Regions from separate parts of the Sus scrofa genome. Here region 2 is linked to region 1. Evidence: chromatin contacts called from public HiChIP or PLAC-seq data. All regions are on one chromosome and are shown on one strand. The core of a region is the stretch at or near the end of the contact, and the rest is flanking DNA. Distances in the headings are between cores, read along the strand shown.

Region 1 (2,700 bases), core at 200-2,699:
ATCACTTGCTATCAATGAATGTTGTTATTATAAGTTTTGCAAGCTTATCTCTATGCATTGAAAGGTATAGTAATGTAACATGGCATGTTCATATAGTATGAGTCATCCAGCCAAGGGTTAATGCTTTCCGAACTTCACCAATTCAAGCCAGCATCCCTATGCACATCAGCTGAGGGCTAGGCATGTCCTCGGCAGAGTCAGGGTAGGTTCTGCACAGGAAGTGTTGGTGTACGTGCTCAGACATGAGTGATGAGGCCAAATGAGGATGTCAGCATTTTTGGTTCCTTCTCTCTGGCTCAGAGTACAGCAGGAAACTTCAAACTGACCACAGGCCAGTGAACTATTGACTGAAACTGGAACTGTTCTGCTCTGCTACAGTGTACCAGGGCTGAAAGGATCCAAATGAATATGCGGGCTTTGGTTCTTGGTCTTTTTTTTTTTTTTAATATTTTAGCAGTTTAGTGGGCAAAGAAAAAATTCACATGGAATATTTTCTGATAATTTGACATAAACATTGCAGATCTGTATATATCTTTACAATTAACTAAACCTTTTCACTGTTCATTCAGATATTATGTGGATAGAGCTGTAGAAACATGTTACAGGGGTTGTACTGTAACATGTTCGAAACAAAATTTTAAAATTTCGTTTATGTGTGCTTTTCCTCCCCTTAGTTTTCTGCTTTACTTTGGTCTGCTAGATTTTATAAAAACACATTTACCCCCTTGGTTTTAAATCAAGTGATTTAGATCAGTTTAGCCACACAATAAATTGGGAATGGCTTTAAGAACCAAAATAACCACCAGTTTGTTATAAAGCTAAAATTAGTATCCCCCCAAAAAATTATGTGGCTAAAAATAAATCTTCATAAAAGAGTAAACAAAACTATTTATTTGGTCCTAATATCACCATCATTCCATCCCATATCTTGATAAACTTAATATTATCATTAGTAATTACAGCTGTGTATTATTGAGGGCCTTTCTCATAACAACCCTACCAAAAGGTATTAATTAGCTCAACTGAATAGACAGCAAGAGAACTAAGTTTAAATAACTCCTAGACAGTAAATGGCAGAGCTGCAATCCAAACTCTGAACCTTTTAACTTGATCTCTAAAATGCAAATTGTTTGCACCTTCTCTCAGTTTTCCTAAAATTACCAACCTGGGAAAGAACAAGAAAACTTTTACCCTGTAACTGAGTTTTCTTGTCTTTAACGCCCAAACTCAAACTCTAAAACTGTTCATGACTGGTAAACTTCCTCTTTCTACTTCATGTGACTCTTCCCATAACTAAATTTCTCAAAACTTTGTATTTAACCTACTTGTAAGCAGAGTTTACACATAGGTTATAAGACTAGGATCATTTTAGAATAACTTTATCCTACAGTCCACCCAAGCAACAGTCAGTTTCATCTTAACTGGCTTACTGGTTATGAGAATGAGAAGAGTCACTTCCTCAAGGTCACTTTGAGCCAGAAATAGAATTCTGGTTTAGGGTCTGGTGGCAAAACCATGCTTCCTCTGCAATGGTAAGCTACTATTGCTAAATTGGTCCCTAAGCAAATAAAACAGCAGAATATGTAGGATATATAAAATATTTTTCCTGCTGATGTCTCTTTCCTCCACCTGTCCACCCCTTCTATATTGCCCATTTCCTATGTATTCTATATTGTGCCTTGGCAGACAAAAAAACAAAAAACAAAAAACAAAAAACCCTATTCCTATTTCAACTATGAAGCAAATGTTTCATTTCTTTTTCTTAGTAAAATATGGGAGATAGCCTCAAAAATTATGATAGCTTTAAAAAGTGTCATGTTAAACCTATTTTTTCTATTTAAATTTTCCAGGTACATACTATTATCTTTTGATTTATAAAGTTAAGACAGTTCACTAAGAACTGTGTCAGTGTCCACACATGTGGCAATTGGCATTCTGTTTAGTCTAAAGCAGGAGTGCCAACTGAACTTTCTGTGTTGATGGAAATGTTCTATATTTATGCTATAAGGTGGCCACGTGAGCATTTGAAACATGGTTTGTGTAACCATGGAATTGAAGTTTTATTTTAGTTAATTTAGATTTAAATTTACAAGCAACTGTGGCTAGTGAACCACACAGACCTAAGTCTGGGTATGTAATTTTTTTTAATAAAACATAAAGTCATAACTTTTTATTTTGAAATAATTATTGACTCACAGGAAATTGCAAAAAGAGTTTCTCCTAATCATTGTCATATTATACAACTATAGCATAATATCAAAACCAGGAAACTGACATTTGTACAATGTCTCTATTTAGTTCTATGCTATTTTATCGCTTATATAGACTTGTGTCACCACCACAATCAAGATACTGAATGATTCTCACCATCAGCAAGAGCTCCCTCAGGCTATCCCTTTATAGTCATACATAACATCCTTCTTTCTCCCCACTGTGCCTAACCACCACCGCCAGCCGCTAAACTGTTCTCCTTACCATGGTGTCACTTACAGAATACTATCAAGTGGCATCACATAATAAATGACTTTTCGATTTTGGCTTTTTTCACTCAGCACAATGCTCTTGAGATCCATTCAAGTTCCTGAATGCAGCAATGCTGTGTTCCTTTTTATTGCCATGTTGAATTCCATAATCTGGATGTACCACAGTCAGTTTAGTCATTCACATTAACGAACATGAGGCTGTTCACAATTTGGGTTA
Region 2 (2,700 bases), core at 93-2,592, 1.1 Mb after region 1:
ATCGTTAACCCATTGAGCAAGCACAGGGACCGAACCCGCAACCTCATGGTTCCTAGTCGGATTCGTTAACCACTGAGCCACGACAGGAACTCCAAGAGTTTATATTTCTACAAGATGTAAGTAATAAATTCAAGAAAATAAATGGAGTATATTTACCCAGACATTTTTCACATTCTTGCTTCACAGCATCCCTGGAAAGTAGAAGTGAGATTTCACCCTAATATTACAGAGGGACAAATAAAATTAGAAGTGACTTCCTATTCAGTTTTAAAGACAAAAGCAGAAATAGACTCCAACTCGAATCATTCTAGTGCCTTTTCTACCACAACACTCGCAATAGTTACATTTCTTAATTGATTATCATCCCTTAAAAGCAAATAAATCCTACCTCCCCAACCTTTAACTTTCTCATCCTCTGGAATGGCTCTTAATCTAGGATTGGGATACCCAGTAATTTTTTACACTATCAATTGAGAGGACCTAGTATTTTTTTTACACTAGCTGAATCTCAGAGACAGGGTTTGTGATTTTTATTTTTAACCCGTGCTATTTCAGCTGAAGACTTATTTCTGTGTTAGACTCCTTTCCTATAGGAAGAGTTGTAGGCTCTTTTACTAACGTAGATTCCATAGGCTGCACAGTTATAAATGCTTTATCATGTAATTCCTCAGAGACTGAGTACATGGTTGGAGAAGCTATTGACAAACACGTGGGGTCTACCACCTCTTTCTCAGTTTTCCTCCAGGCAAGTTTAAATTTTAAAATTTCACTTCACAAAGTGAAGAAATAAGGTAAATTCAGAACCTTTGGTGTTGGGATGTGGGCTGGTTTCTACTAGAAGCAGGCAAGAGGAAATAATAGTGTTTAATTGCTCCATGGTTTTCCCTAATTGCTGCTGAAACATGTCTCTTTGTAGGGGAATGCTGCAACCAAGTGGCCTAGCAGCAGGAGAACACAACACACTCAATTCTCTTTGACCCTTTGTGAAGAGTGTTGCTCCAGTTACACTGTTAGTGTTTCTTGGATCCTGTTCTTATATGTGATTAAAGATAGCATACCATTGACTAAAATGGTGTTGAGGGTGGCATTACCAACTACAGGCACTCAAGGTTGCTCAGTGCTTTTGATGACGAGTGTCTTTTTCATACTTCCTTTCCTTTCCCATCATCCTGCCATTTAAAATTCAGTTCTAAAGAGTACAGGCTCCTTCACTTCAGAGTTGTCTTTGGTTGCTTGGTTCCTTTTGTCTTTGTTCATCATTGCTTCCTTCCCACTCTGCAAATGTTTTGCTTATTTCTTTTCTGCAGTTTCCTTCCCATTCTGCTCTATGTCTCTTCTAATCTTACTAGTCTGTTCTGTATTCTCTTCTGTGGAATCTATTTCCTCATGTGTATCTCCTCATCTGTATGTCTTTGAGGAAGTCTGTTTAAGCTCTCTGGTCTTTTTCAGATTTCTCTTTAGTTAAGTCAAGGTATGTGATGATAACTAAAGTTTTGGGGTGTTGTGCTCTTGATTAAAAAAAAAACAGCAGTATAGAAGGAAATGAAGTGAAAGTAAGCTTCCTTCATTCTTGCACTCCTCAGAAGCACAGCTGCTACTTACTAGTTTTTCAAAGTCTATTTTAAAAAGCCAGTTTGTGTATGTAAGGTCTCATTTTAAAAACATACTGTGGGATTATATTGTATAACTATTATTCAACATGCTTATCTCACAGAACAAGAAATCTTGGATAGTTCCCTGCTGGCACATGTCATAGATCTCCTGCAGTCTTTTTAAAGGGCTGAAAGACATCATAATTTAACCAGTCTGACTCCATGGACATTGAGGTTGCTTCCAACGTCTTATATCTTTTTTTTTTTTTTTTCCCCCTAAGTCTAGGTCATTTGGTTTTTAAAAAGAAGCTGTAGCGTTTTGGTCTATGATTAGAATCTATAGGGCTTTGGTCTTTTGAAAACTAAGAACACTTTAAGAATGCTTTAATCTCCGAGATTACACGCCTAATTTGTGCATCCGAATTTTACTTTGCAAGATGGCATGGACAAGTTGTGAAATTAACTATGAAGCTGATTATCACCTTTGACATAGTTAACTTCTCTCTGTTTTTCTTTATCTAGTCCATCCAGTGGCATTTTGAGTTTTGGAGGGTAGTTTCGAATATAAGAAAAATGTTACTTTTACTAACTAGAAGTAATCTATAAAGTGGAATGGAGAGGTTATTATATTGGAGGAACTACTGGTTTCCTTTGAAGATTACCAACTAAGGTGAGCCTAATAGATATTATATTTACCATAAGAACTCCCTCCATTTTCCTAAATGTTAAAATCCCATTGTGGCTCAGCAGTAACGAACTGTGCTGGTATCCATGAGGACGTGGGTTCAATCCTGGCCTCGCCCAGTGGGTTAAGGACCAGGTGTTGCCATGAGCTGTGGTGTAGATTACAGATGTGGCTCAGATCTGGCATTGCTGTGGTGTTGGCTGGCAGCTTGGCAGCTGCAGCTCTGATTTGATCCCTAGCCTGGGAACTTCCATATACCCCAAATTCAACCCTAAAAAGCAAAAACAAAAATAAATAAGTAAATAAATAAATAAAACCCCATCCTTTTAAGATTTGAAAGACAAGAAAATACTCTAAAGAATTAAGTTTTTTACTCCCTGTATTCTAATTCCATATTAAAAATGGTATTGAAAACTCAAATTT

Evidence for each region. HiChIP or PLAC-seq counts read pairs in DNA pulled down with a chosen protein or histone mark.
Region 2: a contact with region 1 is called in an H3K27ac HiChIP or PLAC-seq map of alveolar macrophages. The contact joins two enhancer-like sites. A contact is called at or near these places in 1 of 5 promoter capture datasets (liver) and 1 of 2 datasets of contacts at active chromatin or transcription factors (alveolar macrophages).

Annotation. Positions count from the first base shown.
Region 1 is chr5:41,809,077-41,811,776 of Sscrofa11.1, forward strand. The region is part of intron 1 of FGD4 (FYVE, RhoGEF and PH domain-containing protein 4); the gene reads right to left. Among named protein-coding and RNA genes, the nearest start is that of FGD4, 69 kb to the right of the region's middle. Within about 2 kb of position 1,450, at least 7 of the 83 cell types and tissues checked have an H3K27ac peak or open chromatin away from gene starts, as enhancers often do. A contact at or near this core is called in alveolar macrophages, where this site is marked.
Region 2 is chr5:42,937,794-42,940,493 of Sscrofa11.1, forward strand. The region is part of intron 1 of FAM60A (protein FAM60A); the gene reads left to right. Among named protein-coding and RNA genes, the nearest start is that of FAM60A, 8.7 kb to the left of the region's middle. Within about 2 kb of position 1,343, at least 9 of the 83 cell types and tissues checked have an H3K27ac peak or open chromatin away from gene starts, as enhancers often do. A contact at or near this core is called in alveolar macrophages, where this site is marked.